Regions from separate parts of the Mus musculus genome. Here region 1 is linked to region 2. Evidence: chromatin contacts called from public promoter capture Hi-C data. All regions are on one chromosome and are shown on one strand. Each heading gives the region's core, a stretch centred on a gene start, on an enhancer-like site or on the middle of the called end of the contact. The rest is flanking DNA. Distances are from core to core; before and after follow the strand shown. Region 1 holds the start of Trpc6 (transient receptor potential cation channel, subfamily C, member 6). Region 2 holds the start of AV064505 (expressed sequence AV064505).

Evidence for each region. Promoter capture Hi-C pulls out the DNA fragments that hold promoters and counts their contacts.
Region 1: a promoter capture Hi-C map of second pharyngeal arch cranial neural crest shows a contact between it and region 2. The contact joins the promoter of Trpc6 here to the promoter of AV064505 in region 2. A contact is called at or near these places in 10 of 39 promoter capture datasets (the 3T3-L1 cell line, cranial neural crest, hematopoietic stem and progenitor cells and 5 more).

What each region holds. Positions count from the first base shown.
Region 1 is chr9:8,542,608-8,546,292 of GRCm38.p6, forward strand. It overlaps Trpc6 (transient receptor potential cation channel, subfamily C, member 6), which reads left to right and starts at 1,535. Exons shown (of 13, transcript NM_013838.2): 1 at 1,535-1,991. The coding sequence starts at 1,825.
Region 2 is chr9:7,693,760-7,697,275 of GRCm38.p6, forward strand. It overlaps AV064505 (expressed sequence AV064505), which reads right to left and starts at 1,872. Exons shown (of 4, transcript NR_126562.1): 1 at 1,735-1,872. It overlaps Mmp7 (matrix metallopeptidase 7), which reads left to right. Exons shown (of 6, transcript NM_010810.5): 2 at 1,397-1,623; 3 at 1,709-1,857; 4 at 2,288-2,416.

The sequences.
Region 1 (3,685 bases), core at 285-2,784, 850 kb after region 2:
GTCACCCCTCCTGCAAGTCTACTCTCTCCTGAGTCTCTCTGGTCAGAGTACTCTCTGCAGGCAAGCTCTCCTCTTGCAGGGAAAGTGCACAGAGGTCTGGAGCTCAGCTGTGCTTCCTGGCTGAAGATGAAGGCCTGAAAGGGGCCCTGTCCCAGAAGGTATGTTGCTTCTGCAGCCCGAGTGCTCTCCTGTGCAGACTGGTCTCTGAGGGACCTGGGATAGAAGATTGTATGTGCTTTTTAATTTATATGTTTTTTTTTCTTCATCTTTTCTTTTGAGGTAGATTGTGACTCTGTAGGCCAGGCTTGCTTGGAACTCATATATAGTCAAGGTTAGACTTGAACTCTCCCCAATCTTCTGCCTCAGGATTTCAAGTGCAGGGTTTAGAGGTGAGTGTTATATGCTCTGATTATTTAACCAACATTTCTCTTTCCTGGGAGCACTGTTAGGACAGACAGTCCTTCAACTGATTGTCCCTGAATCCTAAAATAGTTGTTGGTATGCATTAAATAGTGATGAATAGTGAGTGAATGGATTCTTAATTTTCTTTTAATTCAACCACTATAAATACTCATTTATTGTGTGTGTGTGTGTGTGTCTGTCTGTCTGTCTGTCTATCTCTGTGTGACTTTCTGTGTGTCTGTCTCTGTGTGCATAGGGTGGGGAATTTGAATGCCCATGTGGATCAATTTAAGTTTTCTTTCTCTGTCAACCCTCCACCAGACTTTTTCAAGCAGGGCTCACTGAATCTGGAGTTTGCTGTTTTGGCTAGATTAGCTGGCCAGCCAGCTTCAAATTAGAGATGTCCTTCACCATGGAAGACTGTTATGTAAATACTGGAGACCTCAACGCATGTCCCCATACTTTTGCTCCAAGCACTTTAACCACTGAGAGAAATCCCATTTGTTCTTGTTGAGAAGGTTTTGATTTTGACAGATGTATGCCAATTGATCAGATTGTTAAAACAAGTTTTCAAAGCAGTTAGGACATTGGAGAAAATACACGATTTATGGCATTCAAATGAATCAGGGAGGATTTTCCTTAAAGCAAGCAGACACCATCGGAAAATGCCCTTTTTCTGTTGGTTTTTTTTCAGGAACCAGGAACATTCCACGGTAAGAACACAGACTGCTCTTCCATTACGTCGGAGCTTGGGAATGGGAGAGAAACATCTCAAGAAAATGAAGGAAGCGTGGAAGAAGGAGAAGATCTCGATTTCTGAGTGTTACTTAAAAGAAACTTCCTCGAAAGCCCTCCCTTGGTGTTACTTAAGAACCCTACTTTGGGAGCAGTTTACCCTCCCAAGCCCAAATAAAGAATGTGCCTGGCTCCCACTAGTTTAGTTTATTCTAGCTCTGTAAGTTGTGGCTTCCAGACAGGGGTCGGCGGATTTCTGGACGGTCCTTTCGATCCCTTTAAAGGTGGGGATCGTGACGGAGGACGTGGGGGAAGAAGGCGGGAGGCGAGGGCTGGAGAGTCACGGTTGACATAGTAACTCTTCAGCGGCTCTCCCTAGCGGCTGCCACTGAGGCCCCGCCTGTGCCCTCTGCCTGGGAGCCTGGGGCCGCCTGTCTGCGCGGTCCGGATGCGCTCAGGTCAAGGTTCCTTTCGCGGCTGTCTCCCAAGCCCCTAACTAGTGACTTCCACTGTGGCGGGCAGGGAAGCCATTGGCAGAACCTAGCCAGTCAGGAATCTGCATCTCTTCCCTCATTATCCTCTCCCTGGCATTGCTTTGCTCGGGTCCAGCTCAGTTGGTGACGCGGCCCCTTCTCCCCAGGTTCCCATCCACGGAAGCAGGGGTGCAGGCCGGCCAGGCACTGTGCCATGAGCCAGAGCCCGAGGTTCGTGACCCGGAGGGGCGGCTCTCTAAAGGCTGCCCCTGGAGCCGGCACCCGGCGCAACGAGAGCCAGGACTATTTGCTGATGGACGAGCTGGGAGACGACGGCTACCCGCAGCTCCCGCTGCCACCGTATGGCTACTACCCCAGCTTGTAAGTATGGGCGAGGGCAGCACGGGTTGCAGGAGTGGGTCCCGTGCGCGCCTCAACAGCCATGTGTCTCCAGACTTCCAGACAAGCGAGGGGTGCTAGCGCAGATGGGACGAGGCTGGCTGCTGGTGAGCACTCAAAGGCTGCGCTCACCCTCAGATTGAGCCCATGTGGTTCCCTCCCCACTACTCCTGTTGGGATACCAGGTCACCACAGGGGATCTAATGCTTGTCACCACAGGGGGAAGGAGAGCTATGCTTGGTCAATGTCTACAGCTCCTGCTACCTTGAGGAACTCTGCTCAACAGGCACGATCTGATCAGGTTCCAGTTTTTGCTCCAGTGATACCTTTTGTGTGATCAGAACTCTAAGGGTCTTTGAAGAAACCCACCATAGTGCACTCTCTAGTTCTACCAAGTCCTCTGGTCTTGAGCACGGATTACTTAGGGAGAGAATGGGCAACCTCCTTCTCACCCTGGAGCTGAGATTAAACGGGGGAGATAGACCTCAGGATTTTGTACCCATAGGATAGAAAAACAGAGACCAGCTCTTTACTAGTGGCATCTCAATAACTACGAGCCTTTTTTAACAACAACAGCACCAGCAGCAACAACAACAACTGACCCCCACTCCCCTCCCATGAGGTTGGTGACAGTGGTGCTGTGAAGGGACAGACAGCAGATAATAGAATGGAGAAACAAAGTCTTCCTTTCTCTTTTGCCCCTGGCAGGCTGTGAGCACTTGTGTAGTAGACCTACAGTATTTCTGGCTCTTTACACCTTCCCTTAATCTCTGCTTGACCGAATACCCAGGTTTCCTGGCCTGTCACAGCCTTCCGCAAGCTGTTTCCTAGGAAAGCCTTTATCAGTTTGGTTAGTTCTTCTAGAGTATGGAGGGGTGGTGATATCCAACCCACCTCCATTGGGGGGTGAGGGGGCTGGCATACCCTGATGACTTAGCTTGGCTTTTAGAGCTGTGATCAGGGCTGAGAGAGTCAAAGCCTGCTGTGGTTTATTTTCTTGGTGAGAGCTGAGCCCCCAGGAAATGGGGCATCTACATTTTCTTGAGGATGAAAAAAAAAAAAAGTTGGATGTGTTTCCATTCATCTGAGCTGTGCAAGTCAAACACATCTACTCTAACTGACCCTTCCATTTCTGGGAAATTAAGATATAATTCAGACAAGATAAAACTCACCTCTTAAGTTATACTGTCCAGTATTTTTTTTCCTAATGTAATAGTCATTACCTTTTGTATCCACAGTCTGTAGGTAATTTCAGGACATTTTTGTCAATGTTATATTTGCTGTCCAATTAGAAATCTCTTTCTTTCTTTCCTTCCCTCTGCCTCCGTCCCTGAGGGTGTGCAGGGGTGGTACTGTGCAGATGTGCTTGCCCACATGTTAGTGTGTAGAGGCCAGAGATGGACATAGATTATCTTCCTCTACAGTGCTCCATATTACTTTTTGGGAGACAGGGTCTCTCACTGACCTGAAGTTCATCATTTTGCTTAGACTGGCAGACTGGACTCTAACCAGATGCCGGGGATGGAATGTGGGTCCTCATGATTTTGCAATAGGCAGTTTTACCAACTAAGCCCTCTCCCAGCCCTAAAATGTTCTGTCTCTTCAGACAGACTTAAAACTTCTCAAACTTTGACAGGCATATGATCACCTGGAGATTCTGCTAAAACTCCAGTTCC
Region 2 (3,516 bases), core at 622-3,121:
TGTACCTTTAATCCCAGCACTTGGGAGGCAGAGACAGTAAATGTGTGCCTGCCCCTAGGAAGGGTCTTTAATGCCTGCGTGAATTGCTGTTGTCAATTGTCTTGCCTCTTCATATTCTGGTTGAAGATCTCCCATCCCATTACCAGACCCCAGGATACTTGGGGATCCAGTTATGCTTGGGGAGATCTGGGGTTCTGTTTTATTCTGACACCTCCTAAATGGGCTATGGGGAGAAAGAGGAAAAAGGAAAAAGGGACTACAGATAAGGTATCTCCAGACCAGGTCTGCTGCGGACTCAGTGTGTGAACCTGAACAAAGAAGCCTGTGGATGGTATGATATGTGGTCTCTTCCTGGACTGTTAAGTCAGACTACTTAAACTAACAATCACCTGACTTCTTCTCCATATGGAATTAATAATAACCAGATGGCAGCAGCTCTCGTATGGCTAGTGAACCTCACATCGCCCCATAGGGTCTAACTATGTCTAACAAACTCTCTCTCTCTCTCTCTCTCTCTATGTGTGTGTGTGTGTGTGTGTGTGTGTGTGTCTGTCTGTCTCTCTGTATGTATGTGTGTATAAGTGTGTATGTATGTGTGGTTTTGTGTATATGTGGCTGTATGCATGTTTGTGTATATGTATGTATATGTGTATGTATGTGTGTTTATATGTGTACATGTGTTTATGTTTGTATGTATATGTGAGTCTGTGTGTGAGTATGTGTATGAATGTGTTTGTGTGTATGTGTATATATGTGTGAGTATGCAAGTGTGTTCATGTATGAGTATGTGCATGTGTATGTGTGTACATGTATGTATAGTGTATGCATGTGTGTGTGTATATATATATATATTGTATATTGTAAGTATGTCCATGCTTGTGCATGTATGTGTGTGTATGTGTGAGTGTGTGTGTGTTTGTATGTGTGTGTCTGTGTGTAGGCCATAGTTTGATACTGGGCATCTTTATTGATCCTCCTGTCTCTCCCTCCCTGGCATTGGAGTTACAGAAGCACCCAATTTTTAACATAGGTTCTGGGAATCAAACTCAGATTTTTGAGGTAAGCTCTTCTCTGACTAAGACATTTCCCCAACCTTTCTTGTGCTTGCTGAAGACACACTGACACTTCTAACTACTCTAAAAATAAGAGCAAGCTTTAGAAAGTGGGTAGTGTGTTTATCCTCCAGGTATGCACGGAGAATACAGTATGCTATGACATTTTTCTCTCCGTCTTATGCAATAGCATAATATTCCATCTCCCCTCACCAGTAATACTTGCTTTATTCCATAATTGCATAACAATTCTGTCTTCAAATTACTATCTAAATCCATAACAACGTCATGTATAAGGGATGCAGATTTTCAAATAAAAGATTTTTTTGTTCTCTGTCTACCAGAATTATCTTAGAAAATTTTACCCTCATGACTCTAAAACAAAGAAGGTCAATAGTCTAGTGGACAACCTCAAGGAAATGCAGAAGTTCTTTGGCCTGCCCATGACTGGAAAACTCTCCCCCTACATCATGGAAATAATGCAGAAACCTAGGTGTGGAGTGCCAGATGTTGCAGAATACTCACTAATGCCAAACAGTCCAAAATGGCATTCCAGAATTGTCACCTACAGGTGAGGCTCATTTTAGCTCATTCTGGTGGAGGCAACAAAACCCTTTTCCTGAGAACGCAAACACTGAATTCTTGTGTGCCTTCAGAATTGTATCCTATACTTCAGACTTACCTCGGATCGTAGTGGATCAAATCGTGAAAAAAGCTCTCAGAATGTGGAGTATGCAGATCCCACTGAACTTCAAGAGGGTTAGTTGGGGGACTGCGGATATCATAATTGGCTTCGCAAGGAGAGGTAAGAATGGCTCCTTCAGGCTAATCCTGTGTGCTGTTTATATTAGTGTTCTCCTTTCAAAATTTAAGTCCTTTCATGAGCACTCAAGTCAGCTTTTATTGGTGAAACATATGTTTAACTTATGGGAGAGGGTTTGATTTCTATTTTCAGTATCACACACATGCACACGCACACACACACACACATACGGTTTTAAGATCCTTCAGTATACAATGGTCGACAATGATAATCAGAGGATCTAATAAAAGCCAGATGCCTGGACCAGATCCACAGCCAGCTCATTCTCTGTGTTAAACTGACTATTGGTACCAAGAGGGTCAACCAATTGAACTGGCTTCTTTCTCCAATATTCATAATCACATGATTATGGAGAGAGTAGAAGGCCAAGAAAAACCTAGACACTGATAGTAATTACTGTGTGCTTTTGCAGATCATGGAGACAGCTTCCCCTTTGATGGGCCAGGGAACACTCTAGGTCATGCCTTCGCACCTGGGCCAGGCCTAGGCGGAGATGCTCACTTTGACAAGGATGAGTACTGGACTGATGGTGAGGACGCAGGTACAGTATCCTATGTCTCTTCTATGATCATTGCTTTAATTATAATCATTAGAGGCCCCTTAAATGTCAAGTAATATACTAGATGTGTTAAATGTTTTATCTCATTTAATATTTTCTTTTTTTAATTTGTGTGTGGTATATGTAGAGACCTACTTGATAGGAAAGAACTGACTGTCACAGGTTGTCCTCTGACCTCCATATTTGTACTGTGGCACAAGTATACATATAGGCACAGATTAAATAAAAATAAATAAATAAGATAAGATAAGATGGGGTGAGAGATGGAATGGGATGAGATAAGATAAGATAGGATATGAACCAGAAGAGCAGTCAAAGCAGTTAGCTGCCCCTACCTAGCCCAAAGCTAACATAAAGATCAAAGTTAAACTCATTAACTATCTCAGAACTTGAGGCCACAAAGAACAGCTTCTAACTGACTACAAAATTAAAGCCAACACTAACCATATGCAGTGAATTTAATTATGTCTTCCTTGGTAACCCAAGGAGATGGACATAGTTCTCACACCCAAGGCTCCCAAAAATGCTCTGGTCAGAACTTCTCCACAGAAGCTTCAACACAGAGATTTGAAGTAACTGGGTCAGTCCCCAGTGCATTCTGTCCCCTCCCCCACCCTCCCCACCCCTCCCCAACACCACCTCCTCAACACCCCACTTCGCCTTCCAGAAAAGCATATAATTCTTTCCCTGAATTCTGGTTTCATAAAGAACTACTGTAGACACTTTTTCTGTTCTCCTTTGGCTCCTTATCTGGGAGGTTGGTTTAGGGTATATGTTCTTAACCTTAGGTTACTCACTGAAGGACCAAAGTTCTTTTTATTTCTATTTTAATTTGAATGTGACATGTCCCCATGAATGCCTGCAATTGCACACTTGGTTCCCAGTTGGTGGCACAGTTTAGGAAGGTTATGGAGCCTTTAGAAGGTGACATCTTGCTGGGGGAGGGCAGGCTTTGATGGGTTATAGCACCCTACCTTATGCTCCCTCGCTCTCTCTTCCTCTCTCCCTCCCTTCCTTCCTCTCCCTCCCCCTGTACCTCCCCCTCCCTCCCCCACTCTCTGAGTCTCTCCCCTTGTGTATAT